Linked DNA regions of Sus scrofa: region 1 is linked to region 2. A link is a contact called in public promoter capture Hi-C data. All regions are on one chromosome and are shown on one strand. Each heading gives the region's core, a stretch centred on a gene start, on an enhancer-like site or on the middle of the called end of the contact. The rest is flanking DNA. Distances are from core to core; before and after follow the strand shown.

Region 1 (2,700 bases), core at 162-2,661, 230 kb after region 2:
GATTTGTCCTGAAGTAGCGACAGGGAAAACATTTCCTTTGTGTTTGTCCGGATCTGACCTCCTGGGACTTGGGGCACTCTCTAGGGCACCAGTGTCTTTGGGGAGAAGGTGGTCTTTCTATAGCTGGGATGGATGCTTAGTGGGTTGTTTCCTTGTCCTGAGAACCTAGTAAATATGAGTGCCATCCCCACAGCAGAGTTTGTGAAGGACTTCCTTCCCCAATGGGTGCTTGAGACCGATGAGTTGGGTGCTGCGCCTCTCGGTATGGGAGGCCTGGACAGCCCCACAGAGCCCTGGCAGCAGGAGAGTACTCACACCAGTCATCCAGAGGGCATGGGAGGCTCTGGGCCCGGAGCAGCTCAGAACAGAAGCCGAGAAACAGGGTCCTAAAGAAGATCCACATCTTGTTTTCATAAATCCTGTGACTGCCGTGACCTCTCAGCCCCAAGTCATCCTGTGCGGTCATCCTCGTGCTGGGCGCGCTCACCGCCTCCCAGACTCGGCCATCTCGCAGGCTGGCCTTAATGTGTTCCTGGAGCTTGCCCTCAGCTTCAGACCTCGCTCCTGACGGTAAATGCCTGTGACTGTCTTCAGAGAGACAGAGGCAGAGTGTTCCAGGCCCCCAGCCACATAGCCCCCTGACTTCATAGGTCGCTGGGAGGCTCTGCGACTGTGTCAGCCTCAGGAACACTGGGGAACAGCTGGCCTTGTAAGTGATCACGGGATCAAACCAGCCCATTCTTTTGCTTTGTTGCCTCCCCCCGAAAGGAAATGTAAGGGAAACCGAGGGGAATTTTCGCCCATGATTTCCAAGGCTAAGGTCACTGTCAGTGGCTGGCTGTTTCCAGAGGGCTCTGGTTTCTGGTCAATATAGATTCCCCCGCCTCCTTTTTTTTTAAACTCATGAACAAAAAAAGGTTGGGATGCCTTGCAAAGATTTTTTTTCCCCCAGCTGCTTCGATGAACTGATTGTTGTTTGAAGTTTCCTGCATTTTGGAGTCTCTTGGGCAGCTCTCTCAAATTACGATGAGACTAAGCAGTAAGCGATCCGTGTCTACCTAAAACAGCCTAGTTCTGAAAACAAACTCAGTTGCAAGACTTTAAGAAAGGAGAGGGTGACACGTTTCAGGGATGGAAAAGTGTGCAGTTGGTGAAAACTAGACAACCTGTATTTTTCTCTTGGCTGATGGATGCTCTAGAGCTCTGTGCCTCCCATGGGTGAGTGAGACTCAAAGAAAGGGTGTGTCTCATTTCTTTGGTTATGTATAATCTTGAGCTCCTCAGCACTTGAAACTTGCAGCACAAAGGCGAGACTTCTAGAGTGGAAAGGATAACCTGGCAGTACAGGTAGCAATGGACGACAAAGCTCGGTCCAGAGCACAAGTGCTGCTGTGAGGAAATAGATAGGACTGGTTGTCAGTAATTCAAAGGCCTGAATAGGAGAGGCTGAACCAAAACCTTAGTATTTGCTCTTTGAGCAGTCGTGATTTTTAGAGTGAGGATCCAACCAGAAAAATGAACAGATTTTTATTTTGGACATACTAGCATGGAAGATAACCGTTGTTCTGATTCCAGGAGCTGCTGACTTAAATGCCGGACCATGCAGTGAGTTTTCTTAGCTCCGGAGTTATGTATTAGACTTAGCTGAGTTGTTTATTCCAAGATGAGAATGTTTATTAACATTAGCTCTCTGGGACAGTGGTGATCTTGCTGTTTTATATTACAGAAAATGTCCTTGTATTTTCATCAGGACTTGATTTGCTTTCTTAAAAAAGAAAAGGTGGCACATCATTGTAAATGAACTATAATTTTTTAAAAGTGCTTCCGTTTCTTAGAGATTTTTCTTTCAAATCAAATATGTTAATTGGTTGCTCAAGAGAGAATGAATGATTTGGATAGTTCTCTATAATTTGAGCTGTAATCTTCATAAAATTAATAAAAGTGAAATGTTTTTTGCATTATGAAGAGTATTACGTGTTTTATAGTACTTTGAAAATTCAAAAATACAGAAAAAGCTGGAGTTCCCGTCGTGGCTCAGTGGTTAACGAATCCGACTAGGAACCATGAGATTTCAGGTTTGATCCCTGGCCTTGCTCAATGGGTTAAGAATCCGGCATTGCCATGAGCTGTGGTGTGGGTTGCAGACGCGGCTCGGATCCTGAGTTGCTGTGGCTGTGGTACAGGCTGGCAGCTACAGCTCCGATTAGACCCCTAGCCTGGGAACCTCCATATGCCACAGGAGTGGCCCCATAAAAGGCAAAAAACAAACAAACAAAAAACAGAAAAAGCTTTCGACAAAATTAGGGAACCTATGTCAACATCACAAAGGCCATATATGACAAACCCACAGCTAACATTGTCCTCAGTGGTGAAAATTCAAAAATCGTTTACAAAAGTTAATGTTTGCTCAATATGGCAAATTTGGAGGATACAAGATGTAGAAAGAAAATCATAGGTGGTACACCCCTCCACCCCCTGCAAAAACACCGCTAATAATTTTGGTGTCTCTTATATGTAGTTTTCAGAGTTGATGGTGTTTGTAAATAATTGGCAGTAATTAATAACTAATACAGTCAGTCAAGTTTATAGTCTTAATTTCTGCTGAAGATTTTTTTATGACCAAATTGTGAAAGTGAAACTTTTATTGTAATTTTTTAAATTATAGGCTGAATGTAAATGTTATTGCTTCTTAAGATAACA
Region 2 (2,700 bases), core at 32-2,531:
GGCAGCTGCAGCTCCGATTAGACCCCTAGCCTGGGAAACACCATATGCCATGGGTGCGGCCCTGAAAAGGCAAAAGACAAAAAAAAAAAAAAAAAAAAAAACTATATTCACACAAGAGTTCATACATGAGTGGATTATTTGTATTTTCCCCAAACCGGAAACAACCCAAACGTCCCTTAAGTGGCAAGTGGGTGAACAAACTGTAGGTCATAAGTACCCTGGCAGCTACTCAGCAATAAAAAGGAATAAACAATGGATGCAAACAACATGCATACATCTTAAAAGCATTTGGCTAAGTGAAAGATGTGTGACACAGAAGGTTGTATATTGTATCATTTCATTTACAAGAAATTCTGGAAAATCAAAACTCTAGGGACCCAAAATACATCAGTGGTTGCCAGGGGCTGGGCAAGGGGAAGAGTTGATAACTAGGAGGCTTGGGGGAATTTTATGGGATGATGGAATTGTTCTGGACCTTGATTGTGGTGGTGGTCAGACAACTGTGTATGTTCATCAAAATTTGCAGAGTAGTATACTAAGAAGATTCAAAACAAAGCCCCAGCCTCTTTCCATTCCATTGGAGGAGAGAGTAAACAAAACTGTTGATGATAAAAGCTGACTTTTGGGGAGTTCCCGTCCTGGCACAGCGGAAACGAATCCGACTAGGAACCGTAAGTTTGCAGGTTCCATCCCTGGCCCCACTCAGTGGGTTAAGGATCCCGCATTGCCCTGAGCTATGGTGTTGTAGGTCGCAGATGTGTCTAGGATCTGGCTATGGCTGCGCCCTAAGCCAGCAGCTGTAGCTATGATTAGACCCCAAGCCTGGGAACCTCCATATGCCACAGGTGTGGACCTAAAAAGCCAAAAAACCAAAAAACTGATATTTGTTTGGAGCATAGAAGCCCTCCTCACACATCCTCTCATTTAATCTGCGTAGTGCTCTCGTGGCATACGTTTTGTGGTTCCCACTGTACAGAGGTGACAATTCAAGCCCAGAGAAGTTAAGTGACTTCTAGGAGCCCTGCCACTAACACTGGAGGAGACAGAAACGGAAGTTACAGGGTCTGATTGCAGAATTCACGCTCCCACCTGCCACAGTAGTCGGTGGCCCAACTCTCTGGCAGGACAGCAAATTAATCCTCAGGGAGAGATGACTCCACTCAGAACAACAGCTCCCAAGCCACCTGTGAACCTGCTGAGCGGCGGAACAAATAACGTCATCCTCAAACAAGGAGGTGCTTGCAACGTGCCCGGAGAGCCAACAGAGGGCGCCCAGAGGCCGCCCACCGATTTGTTTTGCAAATTTGCCTGCATTTCCCGCAGTTCGCCGCTAAAATCTACCCCGGAAGCAGTTCTGTGGTCCGGGTGAGTGTTTTTTCTTTCCTGCCAACCCTTTCTAGAGTGTCTGCGGGGTTCGGAGCTTCCAGGGTTTTGAAATTTTAAAGAGAACCCTCGCCACTCCCACTCCACGCACGTGTTAAAATTCTTATTTTCCATCAGAATCCAGGATGCGGGGGTATGACCACCTTTAACCGTTATTACATTTAGGTTCTGAATCATGTTCATTTAAGGATCCCAGTACTTAACCTTTTTCAATACTGGCGGGAGGACCGGTCAGTGATCCACCTCCCCACCCCCACACCCCTCCTTTGCAGGGCGGAAGGGAGAGAGAGACAGGCTTTTCTGGGTGACTTTGGGCAAACCCCTACCCCGCTCCTGGTGTCAGTTTCCCCATGTGTAAAGTAAGGGTTTGGATGGTAGTTCGCAAATTTGCCCATGGGTACCAGCTTGGGAGGTAGAGGGGTGGGGGATTTCTTAACAATTGGGACCTTTGCAGATGGAGGGCAGGCACAGCGACTTTTGCAAGCTAAGCAGCTGATGCTGGTAACTACCCAGGTGTAGGTGGCCTGCCACCAGATCACCCCAGGGATCCCTCCAGCTTTATCATCCTCTTACTCACTTTCCAGGACATGGTGTTAAACTTGGAAATGGAAACTTAAAAACAAGAAGGAGGCCTCTGTGGGACCACTTTGCATAGCAGGTTTGGGCATTTGGGACCGAGCCTGGGGCTCCGGCCACTGGCTCCTGGGTCTCTGCTTTGTGGAGACAGGATGGACAGATTCCTGGTGAAGGGGGCTGTCGGGGGCCTTTGGGGAAAGAGGGAACAAGAGCAGACTGGAGGCGGCCCAGCAGGGTTGGGAGAAGAGGAGGAAAACAGCAGGAAAAAGCCCAGGAGAGAAGGCCCAGGGAATGGAGTGGACTCGGCAGGCCTCAGCTGGCGGCGCATTCGAGCCGAGGGTCTGGACTGCGATTACACGGTCCTGTTTGCCAAAGCTGAAGCAGATGCGATTTTCCAAGAGTTGGAGAAAGAAGTGGAGTATTTTACAGGTAAGCAGAGGATGATCAGGGTGTGTGTTGGAAGGCTTGTTTGATAAAACTAGAGTAGTCCGAAAAGTGGCCTCTGTACACTGGTACCAATTAAGTCTCAGAGACAGAATTTTGGGTGAAGCAGAAAGAACAGCTGTATTGCTTTGCCAGGCAGAGGCGGCCACGGCAGGTTAACGCCTCAAAACTGTGTCCTGCCTTGAGAGGGGCTAGCAAGTCTTATAGGTTTAGCTCGGAAGACAGGGTTATTGATTAAGGTGTCTGCATTATTCTCCCTCCATAGATCATTGCAGAGTCATCACGTCACATGTCAGT

What was found. Promoter capture Hi-C pulls out the DNA fragments that hold promoters and counts their contacts.
Region 1: a promoter capture Hi-C map of fetal liver shows a contact between it and region 2, with 2.9 times the contacts expected there. The contact joins the promoter of LOC110256864 here to the promoter of ALKBH2 in region 2. A contact is called at or near these places in 1 of 5 promoter capture datasets (fetal liver) and 1 of 2 datasets of contacts at active chromatin or transcription factors (skeletal muscle).

What each region holds. Positions count from the first base shown.
Region 1 is chr14:41,990,969-41,993,668 of Sscrofa11.1, forward strand. LOC110256864 reads right to left here and starts at 1,412. Exons shown (of 2, transcript XM_021074058.1): 1 at 316-1,412. The coding sequence starts at 739. The region is part of intron 2 of SSH1 (protein phosphatase Slingshot homolog 1); the gene reads left to right.
Region 2 is chr14:41,759,146-41,761,845 of Sscrofa11.1, forward strand. It overlaps ALKBH2 (DNA oxidative demethylase ALKBH2), which reads left to right and starts at 1,282. Exons shown (of 4, transcript XM_005670740.3): 1 at 1,282-1,365; 2 at 1,968-2,388. The coding sequence starts at 2,112.